Linked DNA regions of Bombyx mori: region 2 is linked to region 1. Evidence: chromatin contacts called from public Hi-C data. All regions are on one chromosome and are shown on one strand. Each heading gives the region's core, a stretch centred on a gene start, on an enhancer-like site or on the middle of the called end of the contact. The rest is flanking DNA. Distances are from core to core; before and after follow the strand shown. Region 1 holds the start of LOC101737853 (oocyte zinc finger protein XlCOF6). Region 2 holds the start of LOC100529238 (daxx).

Region 1 (7,079 bases), core at 3,380-5,879:
CTGTTCCATTAGTTTCATTTATAAAATGATCAAAGTGCTCACTACAAATTCGAGTGTAACTTGGAGGGTCCCAGTTTGGTCGACCTATTGCATTCAGACATTTCGCTCTCAAAACTGAATTCGTAGGGAACCTAGATAATGAACAGCCCAACATTAATGAACCATTTAATAAAAAAAACAATTCTTTAAAAAATAACAGCCTTTCAGTGATTTTTTTGTAATTACTTGTGAAAAGCTATGATGGAATCTGATTCTTTCCTCGTGTTCTTATTGTTGTTTTGACATCCTTTTACACAACAAAAATACATCATAATAATATGTTTCAAATTTCTTCACTATAAAGCAACAACTTCTTATTCTTTTTATTGAAATTATCTTTGTTTTTCTTGTTCTAATGCGTTGTTTATTGCACAGTCCTCAATAAAACTGCAAGAATGTTTTCATTTTGTTTGTTTTTTTTAAGGGATTTTATGATCTGGTAACTAAGGCCTTCAGGTCATATCTTATTTTAATTTACATTCTTATTTTCATGAAAAATGATAATATGGAGTGAAATGAAATGAAGATGATTAATTTGAGACATTAATCAGCTGGGATGAAATTAAATGAAACGAGATGAGATGATGCAATTTAATCTCAGTAAAATGGTGGTCATTTACTGAGATTTTTTCAGTGGACTTTTTGGAGGATCCCGAGAAGTTACGTTCAGCGGCTTTGTTTCATTTTTCCACATTTGTGCAAATTCACAGATATTAAACTGTTAGAACTGGCCTTCTTAGTATATGTAACCATCATAAGTTTATATTAAGAAGAATAGTTGTTGCCTAGCAACAATTTGTTAGTCGTATAATTTTATGTAAAGAATAAAAAAGTCAGTATGTACATCCGAAGAACTATGTTTCATTATTTAACATAATGACCACAGGTTATGGGCCCAGGTACCGTTATATAAATATATAAATAAATATTTGGATTATATATATACTGGCGACCATGCAGTCCACAATACAAAAATTGCGTGGACAATCCAATTATGGAACATGGGCATTCGCGACGCAGATGTTCCTCACAGATTGTGATCTATGGGACTGTGTAAGTACAGACACACTTGATACTCCTGAATTTAAAAAGAGAGATAGTAAAGCAAGAGCAAAAATATGTCTACTCTTGGAAGAAAACATTTTCCCAATTGTTACCGGTGCCGTAACGGCAAAACAAACATGGGATGCGTTAGAAAAGGCCTACGCCGATGGCGGACTGTTGAGACGACTCACTTTATTAAGAAAATTATTTAATTTGAAATTATCATGTTTCGTAAATATCGAAGCATACATCAATGAAGTGCAGGCGACAAGTCAGGCTTTACAGCGAATCAAATCAGGACTGGATGATGAATTCATTGGGATCATAATGTTAGCTGGGTTGACCGAGGAATACAATCCTTTGGTGATGGCGTTGGAACATTCTGGAAGGAAATTAACTTCAGAAGCGGTCATATCTGCTCTAATGAAGGAAGGACAGCTCAAGCAGCCGGCAGTTGAAATGGATTCTGTGTTAGTGTCTAATAACGAAAAACCTAGTAGTAGTACGAAAAAGGCAATAATATGTCATTTTTGTAAAAAGAAAGGTCATTTTAAATGGCAATGTAAATTTTATAAAGATAGGGATAAGAAAGGTAATGCAAATGTATGCGTAGCTCAAAAGGAGACTAATGATTTTATTACCTTACTCTCTAATATGGGAAAGTCGAGAAATTGGATTATAGATTCTGGGGCAACATCTCATATGACATCATCAGATAATGTTTTAGTAAATGCTAAAGGTGGTTACCGGAAGTATATAACTACAGCTAATAATGAGAAAATATTATCTAAGGTAAAGGGTGATGTATTGATGCCTAATTATAAGTTAAAGTTTGAGAATGTTTTGTACATACCAGATTTGATAACAATTTACTTTCTGTTAGTAGTATTTGTAAGCATGATTGTACAGTTGTTTTTGATAAACATTCTTGTAAAGTTTACAAATCTGCAGATGTATCCTTAGTGGGAAAAACTATTTTAGAAGCACCTTTAAAAGATGGGTTATATGTAGTAGACCCAGATGACAGGGCATTGGTTACTAAAGACATTAATTCGCCTGATAACGATCAATATAAGTTGTGGCATAGGCGTTTAGGTCATTTATCACCAGCTCTAATGAATAAATTAAGAGGGTTGGTTGATGGCTTTACCTTGAATGAATTTAGTAAGGAACCATGCGTCAGTTGTTGTAAAGGTAAACAGTGCGTAAAAAAGTTCCCAAAAAGAAAGAATAAAAGAGCTAAGGATATATTGGAGTTGATTCACACAGATTTAGCTGGACCCATGGAGGAAGAGACATGGGGTGGTGCTCGATATTTTCTTATCTTTGTTGATGATTTTAGTCGGAAAGTTATGGGATATATGTTGAAATCCAAAACAGAAGTATTTGCTAAATTTAAGGAATTCAAGGTGTTTGTGGAGAATCAAACTAATAAAAAGATCAAAAAATTGCGTAGCGATAATGGTAGTGAATACATAAACGATGAATTTCAAAGCTTTTTACGAGCGAATGGTATCCATCATCAGACTTCAGTGGCACACACTCCGCAACAAAATGGAGTGGCAGAGCGTACAATTCGTACTGTAATTGAAAAGGCACGTTGTATGTTGCAAGATAGTGGTTTGTCCAAAAAACAGCTATATATTTAAAAAATAGGTCTCCAACCATGGCTATCTCAGACAAAGTTCCTGAAGAAGTGTGGTCAGGTGAACGAGTGGATATCACCAATCTCAAGGTTTTTGGTAGTAAAGCTCAAGTACTCATTAAGGGAAACAATAGAAGGAAATTTGATTCAAAGTCAAGAGAATTAATTATGATTGGCTATAGTTTGAATCAAAAAGGCTATCGTTTCGTGGATATTAAGAATCCAACTCGGCTAATAATCGCTCGGGACGCAGTATTTTTTGAAAATGTTCAGAATTATGGCAAAGAGACCATTCATCTGGAGTCGGTGGATAGTATTCAGAACAATGAAATTTCAATAAATAGTAATTATCATCCGGTTATGTCTCAGGTTCCTGTCCATATAGGAGATCCTGATGCAGTGGGGGAATTGGAAATGAATACTCCTGATCCAACCACTTCTACAAATGAATCAACCACCTCTACAAACGAACGTCGTTATTCAAAGAGGATTAGACGTCCCAAAATACAAGAAGATATGATCTATAATTTTTTGATTACCGAGGGATCAGATCCTAAGTCAGTTGAGGACACATTGGAACGTTCGGATCGAGAGTTATGGCACACAGCCATGTTAGATGGATACAATTCGCTGATGCAAAACAAAAACAGTGAACAGAATTAAACTTAATAAATGTATAAAACTTATGTGGTTAAGTGGGGGTGTTAGAACTGGCCTTCTTAGTATATGTAACCATCATAAGTTTATATTAAGAAGAATAGTTGTTGCCTAGCAACAATTTGTTAGTCGTATAATTTTATGTAAAGAATAAAAAAGTCAGTATGTACATCCGAAGAACTATGTTTCATTATTTAACATAATTACCACATAAACAGTTAATAAACCACCGTTATTAAACATTTAATCCTGAAGAAACACTAAATAGACAAAATAAAACAAATCACACAATTTCACTCCTGGCGTTCCCGCCAAAAAGTTTGACTTTGATTGCTTGTCATTTTTTTTAATGGATTTTATGACCTGGTAACTAAGATCTTTAAGTTATGTCTTATTTTCTATATCTATACTAATTTTATAAAGAGGAAGGATTTGTTTGTTTGTTTGTATTGAATAGGCTCCGAAACTACAGAACCGATTTGAAAAATTCTTTCATTATTTGGAAGCTACGTTATTCCCAAGTAACATAGGCTATAATTACTTTAAAAAAAATGAGGGGTCCTTACTAAAACTCCTTTAGTGTAACCCAAGGTGTAAAAAAATTATCTAAAATATTCTTTACATCACGTGCCCTACAAAAACTATTGATGATAGAATAAAATAATGTACATTCGGTTATTAATATACATTAAATTGCTTGGAAAACATTTTTTCTTTTACTAAAAAGTATACTAACTTTTATAATGCGATTAATTCAACTGACAATAACGTGAATATTAATTTTTTAAATTTAATTAAATTTAAACAGTAATTGTTGTACTGCGCACTATACTAAGTTAGGAGGGTCATCGTACATCCTTGCGGGGGCACGGAACGGGCCTTGGGGCAAACCCCACTACCCGGGCGAAAAACTCCCTGTCACTCAGGGTAGGGGTGATGTTAGCGTACTGTATTGCGTTCCGTTTTAAATAGTAACCAGTACTCCCAGTGCATATGGGAACTTGGCCGAAGTATAGTTTAATTTAGTTTATGGCGCTGTTGTTAAAATCTTTCCACTTGCTACTGTAGGTTGCTGCTTGTTTCACAGAAAACCTCGTTTCTTTTAATTTCATCCCAGTTGATTAATGTCTCAAATTAATCATCTTCATTTCATTTCATTTCAGTCCATATTATCATTTTTCATAAAAATAAGAATATAAATTAAAATAAGACATGACTTAAAGGTCTTAGTTACCCGGTCATAAAATCCCTTACAAAAATGACAAGCGATGAAACTCGATTTGTTTTGAAATTTGGAATTCCGAAGTAGATAATTCCTACATAATATGTGAATAGGCACTTATTACAATTTTGACTCGATTAGTAAAATATTACATTAAAAAAATGGTTTGCTATTGTTGTGTGAAAGGATGTACTAATAATAGCAAAATGAAGAAGAAAGACCCGAATTCGAACATAACATTCCATGCGTAAAAAAATGTTTTTTACAAGTTAATTAAGATACGACTGTAGCATAACTTAATAATTATTTATACTTTATTATATTTACATTCAGGTTCCCAACAAATTCATTAATGAAGGCTAAATGGGTGAAAGCGATTGGCCGTTCTAATTGGGATCCACCGGCCTATGCACGTATCTGCAGTATACACTTTGATCGCGACTATGTCAATTACGAGAACTGTAGAACTAGAATCAAGGATGATGCTATACCTGTTCTAAATTTACCTGTAAGCTTCCAGCTCAAGTGTTTACAAAAATTTACAAAAATAGAATTCATCCCTTTGTAACACATGTTACTAAATTAATTTCAGGTAGGTTGTGGTAAGGATTCAATCCTACATTCCAGTCTGATGGACATAATAGCCATTATTGCAAAGAAATTCAGATTTAGATTTCATGTTTCAAGGTATTCACTATGTGATATCAGTGAGCTCTGCTTACTGTTGGGTAAAAACTGGGTGATTTATCTATTATAACAGACTAACACTGATTTAATAAAATAGTACTTAGACTTATAATAATCAATCTTTATTTTCATCATAGTTTTTCTGTATTCTAAATGGTATTGTATAAGTCAGTTGGTGAAATTATGTTTGTTAATTAAGGTATTTAAAATAACAATTTTACATAGTTTCTTATGTAAGTGGTTGATATAAATATTAATATAAAGAATAATAGATACTAAACTATTAAGTGTTTTGTACAGACTTAGGTATATTCAAATTTCTGATCTACAGTCACACCATTTGTTTTCAGTTGAGCTCTAATTTTGATGCTTCTGAGGTAAAAGTCTGTAGAATATGTCTGGCAAATGATGTTAAAATGTACAGTACTCAAGAAGGAAGATTAAAGTCTTATATGGAACAAATATTAGTGTTAAGGGTAGGTTTTGTTTTCTTTTCCTATAGAATATTCAAGATAATTATATTCCTGGGACTTTTCTTCAGTAGTCAAAATTTTTGAGATTGCCGTTGCATTCAGTTATTAATGTTAAATTTGGAATTTATTGTCTGTTTATCTGTTTGCACATTTTTTCTGAATCGCAGTTACATAAGGGTATTTAAGTATTTTCAGAATTTAGCACCTTTTTGTTGATGGTGAAACATGAAGTTATTTTTTTCAGGAAAAATTACAAACAGATGGACTTCCACAGTTTGTGTGTTACATGTGTGCAGCTGAGGTTGGCAAGTGTTGCAAACTTATTGAGAAGAGTGTTGTAGCTCAGGCAACATTGCTAGATGTATTTGCGCGAAATGGAATGGTATCTTTTTGATAAATTGAAATAGATAGATATACATATATATTAATTATTACACCTTATAATAGCATTATATAATGGAATGTACATTTGAACAAACTGCAAATTTCCCAATAACAATCATAATAAATAGAGACTATGCTGTACTGTTTAAATAATTGAAATATTTTTTAGGTAACTAAAGATCTAATACGAAGAATCAATAGAAAACAGTTAAACTTGTGTTCATCATTATCTACAACCAATCAAACACATTATTATGTAGAACACGGTTCTAAAAACCAACAAAATAGATCATCAATGAAATTTGATTTTGAATGCAAAAATGGAGAAATAAATGTAAAATTAGAAAATCATTTGGATGCTATGGTTGAAAATTCAAAGAATTATGATACATCTGATATTATTGATGGAGGGATGAGATACAATGATAGAGATAATATTTCGGTTGGATCTGATTGTAGTGACGATAAATCATTAAGTTTATTGAAGAAAACTAAGAGTCTAAAGGTCAGTGAATATTAAATATCCAAAACCTAATATCCATACAGGTTTTGTTCTTTTGTATCATTTTGTCGATCTTCATTACTGCATTTCTGAGTTTGCAGTTGGATATAGTGGGGTTCCCAGAACAAGGAAGTGTTTAGGCTTATGAGATGCCATTTTTCAGCCCTTGAAACATTAAATGGAACTAGAAATTTTGTTGAAATAATGTATAGCTTTCAACAGAACCCAACTTGAATTCACAGTAGAAATGGGCAGGGTGGTGTGCTACCGATTTGTGTGAACTACATTACACAGTGTTTGCATTAAGTACACTAGCAAACATTAGAAACAATTTCTCTCAAAAGTGTTCTCTCATCACTGTTCTCAATTGGAAAAATCATTGTTAATTGAACTTGTCGTTGCTATGCAAGGATTTCATAACTTCAT
Region 2 (6,767 bases), core at 77-2,576, 320 kb after region 1:
AAATACAGATGCTGCTATCAGTCTTATGACGTCATAACGGTGGATTACATAATAATATGAAGGCGTACATAAAATATTTTACTTTAAGTTTTTTTTATTGCTTACCCGCGTGGACTCACAAGAGGTCCTACCACCTACTGTAGTAACTGGTAACGTTCGAAATACCTTTAGAAGACTCATCTAAAAATGATGGGTGCATTGTTTTTCTCAGTGGTATCATCGCACGCATCACACGCTATAGGTACTTCATGTACCATGAAAAATTATCATGGTAATTTCATTTACCAAAACCTTGAAGTTGTCATTTCAGTTTTACTAGCAGCATCTTCTTCAAAGACTGAGGTGGAAAGACTATTCAGTGTTCTCAAAAATGTAAAAACTGACAAAACGGGCTTTCTAATGAAACCCTGAACGGCTTGCTCCATACAAAGCTGGGATTGCTCGCAAACAATTTCTCAATTTTAAAAACGAACAGTGTTATGTTGCGTGCAGCAAAAGAATATAAAAGCAATGCGTCGACTTCCCAAAAATTCTAATCCTGTAGATCTATGATCTTCTGTGGGCATTTTGTTATTATATAGCTACATTATATGCTGTGGTTTATTTTCTGTATTTTGTTTATGCTCCCTAAATAAAGGATTTATGAAAGTTGTTTAGGGAATTTTAGAGATAAATTCAAAAGAAACTAGGGTAAAATGGAAATTGTAAGTGGAAACACTGAAAATACCTAGCTCAGTCAATAGGACTTTTTGGCGGGAACGCGAGGAGTGAAGTTGTGTGATTTGTTTTATTTTGTCTATTTCGTGTTTATTCAGGTTTAAATGTGTAATAACGGTGGTTTATTAACTGTTTAATATCTGTGAAAGTGCACAAATGTGGGAAAATGAAACAAAGCTGCTGGACGTAACTTCCCGGGTTCCTCCAAAAAGTCCACTGAAAAAATCTCAGTAAGCCACCATTTTACTGCGATTATATTTCATCCCATATCATTCATTTAATTTCATCCCAGTTGATTAATGTCTCAAATTAAACATCTTCGTTTCATTTCACTCCATAATATCATTTTTCATAAAAATATGAATATAAATTAAAATAAGACATGACTTAAAGGTCTCAGTTACCAGGTCATAAATCCCTTAAAAAAAAACTCAGTCAATATGTCAAATTGTGTAATTTGAAATTTTGTTTGAAATTTCGTTTGAGTTAAAAAATAGTGCAGATACAGAGACACACATATTCTATGGCTTTCATTTTTTTTTATTTCTCGTTAATTTACACCATTAGAAATTAATAACATAACAAAGGATTGTTTGGTAAAAAGTCGAAATGATTGGAGATTTAGCAGATTTCGACGATGTCAGCGACGTGGTATGGTGATGATTTTCTACTCAAAACAGAATGTTAAACAACAAAAATGTTACGAACATCTTTAAAAATACACTTTATTTTATCACTGTAACTGCAATCACGCCTCAAGGCTTATGAATGCAAATATTTAAAAAACACTGCAATGCAGTGCTTTTTACTACCGGTACATACCTACTCAACTTGATCCTTCAATATTTTGTTATCTGAAAAATGCGAGCTAATTTACATTTACTTCTAATAGATTACAAATAATCGTAATTATAACTGAAAGTTTTGAAGAATGTTTACGGTTTAATCTTGCGCTTATAATTTATTATTAATGTTGAACAAACCGTAATTTGTCTACGAGCAACACCTTGGTCGTCCGCAACCGTGAAAACTAAATACTTGGAAATGTCGAAAATATGAAGTGAAAATAATAAAGTCGTGATTAAATAGAGTAATAGTATTTTTAAGTATGTTTTTTTTTATTGCTTAGATGGGTGGACGATCTCACAGCCCACCTGGTGTTAAGTGGTTACTGGAGCCCATAGACATCTACAACGTAAATGCACCTTGAGATATCAGTTGTAAGATCTCAGTATAGTTACAGCGGCTGCCCTACCCTTAGACCGAAACGCATTACTGCTTCACGGCAGAAATAGGCAGGGCGGTGGTACCTACCCGCGCGGACTCACAAGAGGTCCTACCACCAGTAAAATGTCTCCCAATTTACTAGATATGTAGAAATACTGTATTGTCTCAGTTACTAAAAAAAAATATTGACGATTAAAATTCATCTAAATAATCAGGAATCTTTTTTTATTTAAATTAATCTAAACTTTAGTGGAAAATTTGCAAATTCCGTTACTGTTAACAGAACATGAGAAATAAAATTGAGCTTTTTCTACAACAAGTCTTAGAACAAGAGCAATATATTATTAATGTAAGCTATTCATAAACTTACAAATTGATCAGTTGTGCAACAAATCAACAAACAAACATTTTTAATTCACTAGTAAGTTTTTAGTTTCTTTGCATTCACAGTGATGATGCTGTTTTCTTAGCATTGTTGTTTTGTATAATAATAATGAAAGAAATATTAGGTTGTGGTGTATTAATAGCATGAAATACATAAATCGAGTACACGTAAAAAAAAACCTAAAATTAAATGTCAATAACAAGGCAGACTGAGCTGCTATATCCATTTATGCAATGAAATTAAAAATATTGAAAATACAAACAATTATATTATTTTATTGCAGATTTTAATACCACCAAAAAAGGGGATAAAGAATCATGCACTTGACTCATTAAGCATGATAGTCTTAGATGATGACGTTGGACATCCAAGTACCAGACAAACCTGTGACATAAAATATGATAAAATATTTTTAGACAATAAGAATTTAGTAAAATTTATAGAAAAATGTTTTGCTCTGGAGAATTCAGATGGGATGGCGAGAATTGTTAATCGCACATTATTAGGCTTGTACCAGAACACATGTCCTGAGTACAAAAGTTCACATCGGTTTCAAAATATTTTGGACAATGCCTTTATGAAGTTAGAGTTAGATCCAAAACACAAGTTCTCGCACATAAAAGGTGTGTGTGATGCATTGAAACTTCATAAAGTTAAGAAGAAGGCCAAGCTTATAACAATGTCCACAGCTTTACAAGATAAGTTAAAAGAAGACAGTAAGTAATTTTAAATTTACCTTCTAACTGTTTTTAAAAACTTTTAGACTTATTTTTTAATAAATTAGTACTGAAAATTTCCAGTATTGTTGAAAATAAATTGTAAATTAAATTTTCAAATAAAATATGAACCTAGAAGAAGTCAATAGTTACTCCTTTTAGCAGTGGCTACTATTAATAATTAGAAAATTTATGTGGTCTCATGTTTTTTTTTAAATTTAAATTACCTTCTACAGCTGCTCTTCAGAGAAGATCACCAGTAGATGGGGTTTCAAAAAAGAAATCTAGGTTTAACTTTATAAACTTAGATGATAATGGAGCAAACATTATAGAAATCAAAGATGATGACAGCGATGTAATTGTTGTTGACAACAGTTCAAAACTTTCAAATGAAAACAAAATCACTATAAGAGAAACAATTAAGACTGAAAATAGTACAAATGAACCTATGAAGGAAATGGATGTTGAAACGAAAATAATTAAGGATGTTCAAGATATTAATGTTGATTTTTTTATTATGAAAGATTCAGAAAGCAAGAAGACTGAACTGCTAGTACCTGTAGGAAAAAAATCCTCTACAATTGATACTGAGACTCGAATCAAGGAAATTGAAATTACTATTGCTAATTATAAAGAGAAAATAGTTAAGTTGGAGCAACAGGACGTTTGTGATGATTCTCTTTATTCACCATATATTCAGAGTGAAAAGTGAGTGTTGATTGAGTGTGAATTTGTGGATAGATAGACCAATATCATGTGCACATGAGCAGTTATCTCTTATTAAGAGAATTTGACTTTGAAATGTTTGATACATACCAATGAACTTTTTTGCCACTATGACAAGATTTAATTATCACAAATTGGAACATAATTTTTACAGAAATTTGGACCAACATGATGTCTTGTTGTTGTTGAGAAAATGTTTTTGTCTGGCTATCAATCCGGAAATATGAGTATGGAACCTGGTTATTACTAGCTTGGACATTTTAAGGATTTATAGGATTGTCTAGAAACCCTTGTTCTCCTTTTCTTCAAAATAAAATCAATCATGCATTCCAGTTTGAAGGGTACTAAGTTCTACTTTAAAATGAAGTTGTGGTAGCTATGGGCTTTAGTAACTTTTAACAACAGGTGAGTTCTGCTCATCACCGTGGTAATATGATAAAACTGTCTGTTGTTACAGGTTAAAACAAAAGATTGTGGATCTGTATAAAGAGCTGTGTAGTCTTACTGGAGATGAGCCAATTAAAAGACGCGAAGTTCGACTGCAAGTTGCAAAAGATCATCCTCCTGCACCTGTACAAAAACTTGAACAGTTCCTCAATGAGAACATAGGGTCAAATGGAGAGCCACCGTTCCCTGATTTCCATGACGTGATGATGTGTGTAGCAGAGGCCAATGCTACTGAGAGTTTGGGCTGGAATGCTGTGCAGGTCATGTCTGAAGGTAATTTATTGTATCTACATGAATACCCAAATTTATCATGGTGCATTCGTATCTAGCGATGCACCCGTGTTGGAATCCTGCTGGCAAGTACCAATTTTTCTAATGAAATACGTACATACTTAACAAATGTTCACGATTGATTTCCACGGTGAAGGAATAACATCGTATAGTAAAAATGAAACCTGTAAAATTATAATATGCATAATTACTGGTGGGAGGATGTCTTGTGAGCCCACTCTGTTAGGTACCACCAACCTGCCTATTTCTGCAATGAAGCAGTAATGCTTTTTGGTTTGAAAGATGGTGCAGCCATTGTAACTATACTGAGACCTTAGAACTCATATCTCAAGGTAGGTGGCGGCATTAACGTTGTAGAAGTTTATGGTCTCCTGTAACCACTTAGCACCAGGTGGCCTTGAGCTCATCCAACCACCTAAGCAATAAAATATAAAAAAGTAGGGATAGCTGGGATTAACAAAATTCATTTTATTAGCATAAATAGAAAAACCAAGGTTTTGATTGCGCCATTTTATGTGATTGTCAAATTGCTAATTTTAATGTAAATATGGAACAAAGATTTGTATTGAAATTAAATTTATTTCAGCTGTCATACTCTCAATAGATGCATCCGAGCACTGACTTCTATATAGGGTAATGATCTACAAACAGAGGCCAAATTCATAGTTGAATATATTATTTGTTTAGAAATGCTGATGAGCTTAAACACCAAATCATTAATGGTGGCATCTCCATTTTACAACTCTTCTCTTGGACTAGTGTATTAACATGAAGTTAATTATATTTTAACTGTATCCTAATCATACAAATCGGAACACACAACTGTACTATGGCAAAAATACACAGGTTAGTGGTGTCCACTAACACCAGCAGGGGGAGGATTAGAGAAAGTTCAGTACAACAATAAGTGGGTGATCTCCATTCTGCACAGGTTAAATGTTAACTTTGAGTTATTAACTTCAGAGTATCTTACTTTAATTATTACATTACCTTTTTAATGTTTCGTTTTTTTTATGGCAATGGCAAGGGCACAGCCATATTGTGTTTGTTTCTTATTCCTTCAATTGTGGAATTCGTCAATTTGAGTACATATTTCTTTAGGATACAAAGACAAATATTATAATCAGTAGATACGAAAGTTTAGAAGATATTATTTTGCTAATCTAATTCACATAATAAATAAACAACCCACAGACACAGCCCACTGAGTTTCTCGCCGGATCTTCTCAGTGGGTCGCGTTTCCGACCTGGTGGTAGATTCAATGGAAAGTAAAGTGACTTTATAAGTATCTTATTTCTAGCAAATGCATTGTTCACTCAATGTGGTCGCGCTCTGCAAAAACGTCGTCAGCAACGCGAATGGCGAGACTTGCTATGTCGAGTCAGGAGCGAAGACTTGCGAGATCCTGCTGATGATGATCCCGAGCTGCTGGCAAGACTCGAGGAGAACCGACGCACGGCCGCAAAGAAGGAACGGGATCTTATGGAGAGGTATTTTCGTACTGCACACATGAACACTCTTATGTCTTGGGTTTTTAACAGACTTCAAAAAAGGAGGAGGTTCTCAATATGACTGTTTTTTATGTTTGTTACCTCATAACTTTTGAATGGGTGAATCGATTTTGACGATTCTTTTTATATTAGAAAACTGACGCTTTCCGTGTGGTCCCATTTTAGTCCAGTTCTGATAATGGTATCCATGGGAAAACCATATAAGTATTAGATTTGCATTAAGTAAGTGCGCGACAAATAGATGAATAACTCAATATCACGCCAACCGATTTCGATGATTATTGTTTTTAGTGTATATTAATTTGTTTTGGAATATCTTTTTTTTCTATTTGAACTCGGTTTTTGTTAAAGCATGTCTCTCTCTTCGATCGGTTTCTCACTGAGGATCGTGACTCCGTCCGATTTCGTCAACCAACTGTCTCCATCGATCCCGCCCTGCAGCCCGGTGGAGTGCGTCGCTGATAGGCATCCCCAGTTCCTCCGCTATTTGGTCCGACCATCGTTTGGGACCTCTACCCCTAGGCCTTTTTCCCTCTATTTTACCGGTCACCACATGTCTATTTAAAATTATTATTAGTCCACTGATTAAAACCTGAGTTGTCCAGTGTATCGTATAGCACTATTTACTTAATTATTTTTATTAAATATTTCACGCTAATGTATTTTTGTGAGTGAATAACAATCCTTTGTTACAGGTTTACAAATATTGATTGCGACGTTCCCGGCCTTAACTTACATGTAGATAT

The links. A called contact is a pair of places that touch in the nucleus more often than the background predicts.
Region 2: a Hi-C map of posterior silk gland shows a contact between it and region 1, with 1.7 times the contacts expected there. The contact joins the promoter of LOC100529238 here to the promoter of LOC101737853 in region 1. A contact is called at or near these places in 2 of 7 Hi-C or Micro-C datasets (middle silk gland and posterior silk gland).

The regions. Positions count from the first base shown.
Region 1 is chr3:2,554,194-2,561,272 of ASM3026992v2, forward strand. LOC101737853 (oocyte zinc finger protein XlCOF6) reads left to right here and starts at 4,630. Exons shown (of 12, transcript XM_012688523.4): 1 at 4,630-4,854; 2 at 4,941-5,115; 3 at 5,645-5,770; 4 at 6,012-6,149; 5 at 6,321-6,656. The coding sequence starts at 4,769. It overlaps LOC101737715 (zinc finger protein 791), which reads right to left and starts at 585. Exons shown (of 14, transcript XM_038018681.2): 1 at 226-585; 2 at 1-131. The coding sequence starts at 311.
Region 2 is chr3:2,874,907-2,881,673 of ASM3026992v2, forward strand. It overlaps LOC100529238 (daxx), which reads left to right and starts at 1,327. Exons shown (of 6, transcript NM_001202538.1): 1 at 1,327-1,368; 2 at 2,613-3,045; 3 at 3,282-3,753; 4 at 4,229-4,491; 5 at 5,811-6,000; 6 at 6,717-6,767. The coding sequence starts at 1,327. LOC110385210 (a long non-coding RNA gene) reads right to left here and starts at 603. Exons shown (of 4, transcript XR_005246534.2): 1 at 106-603.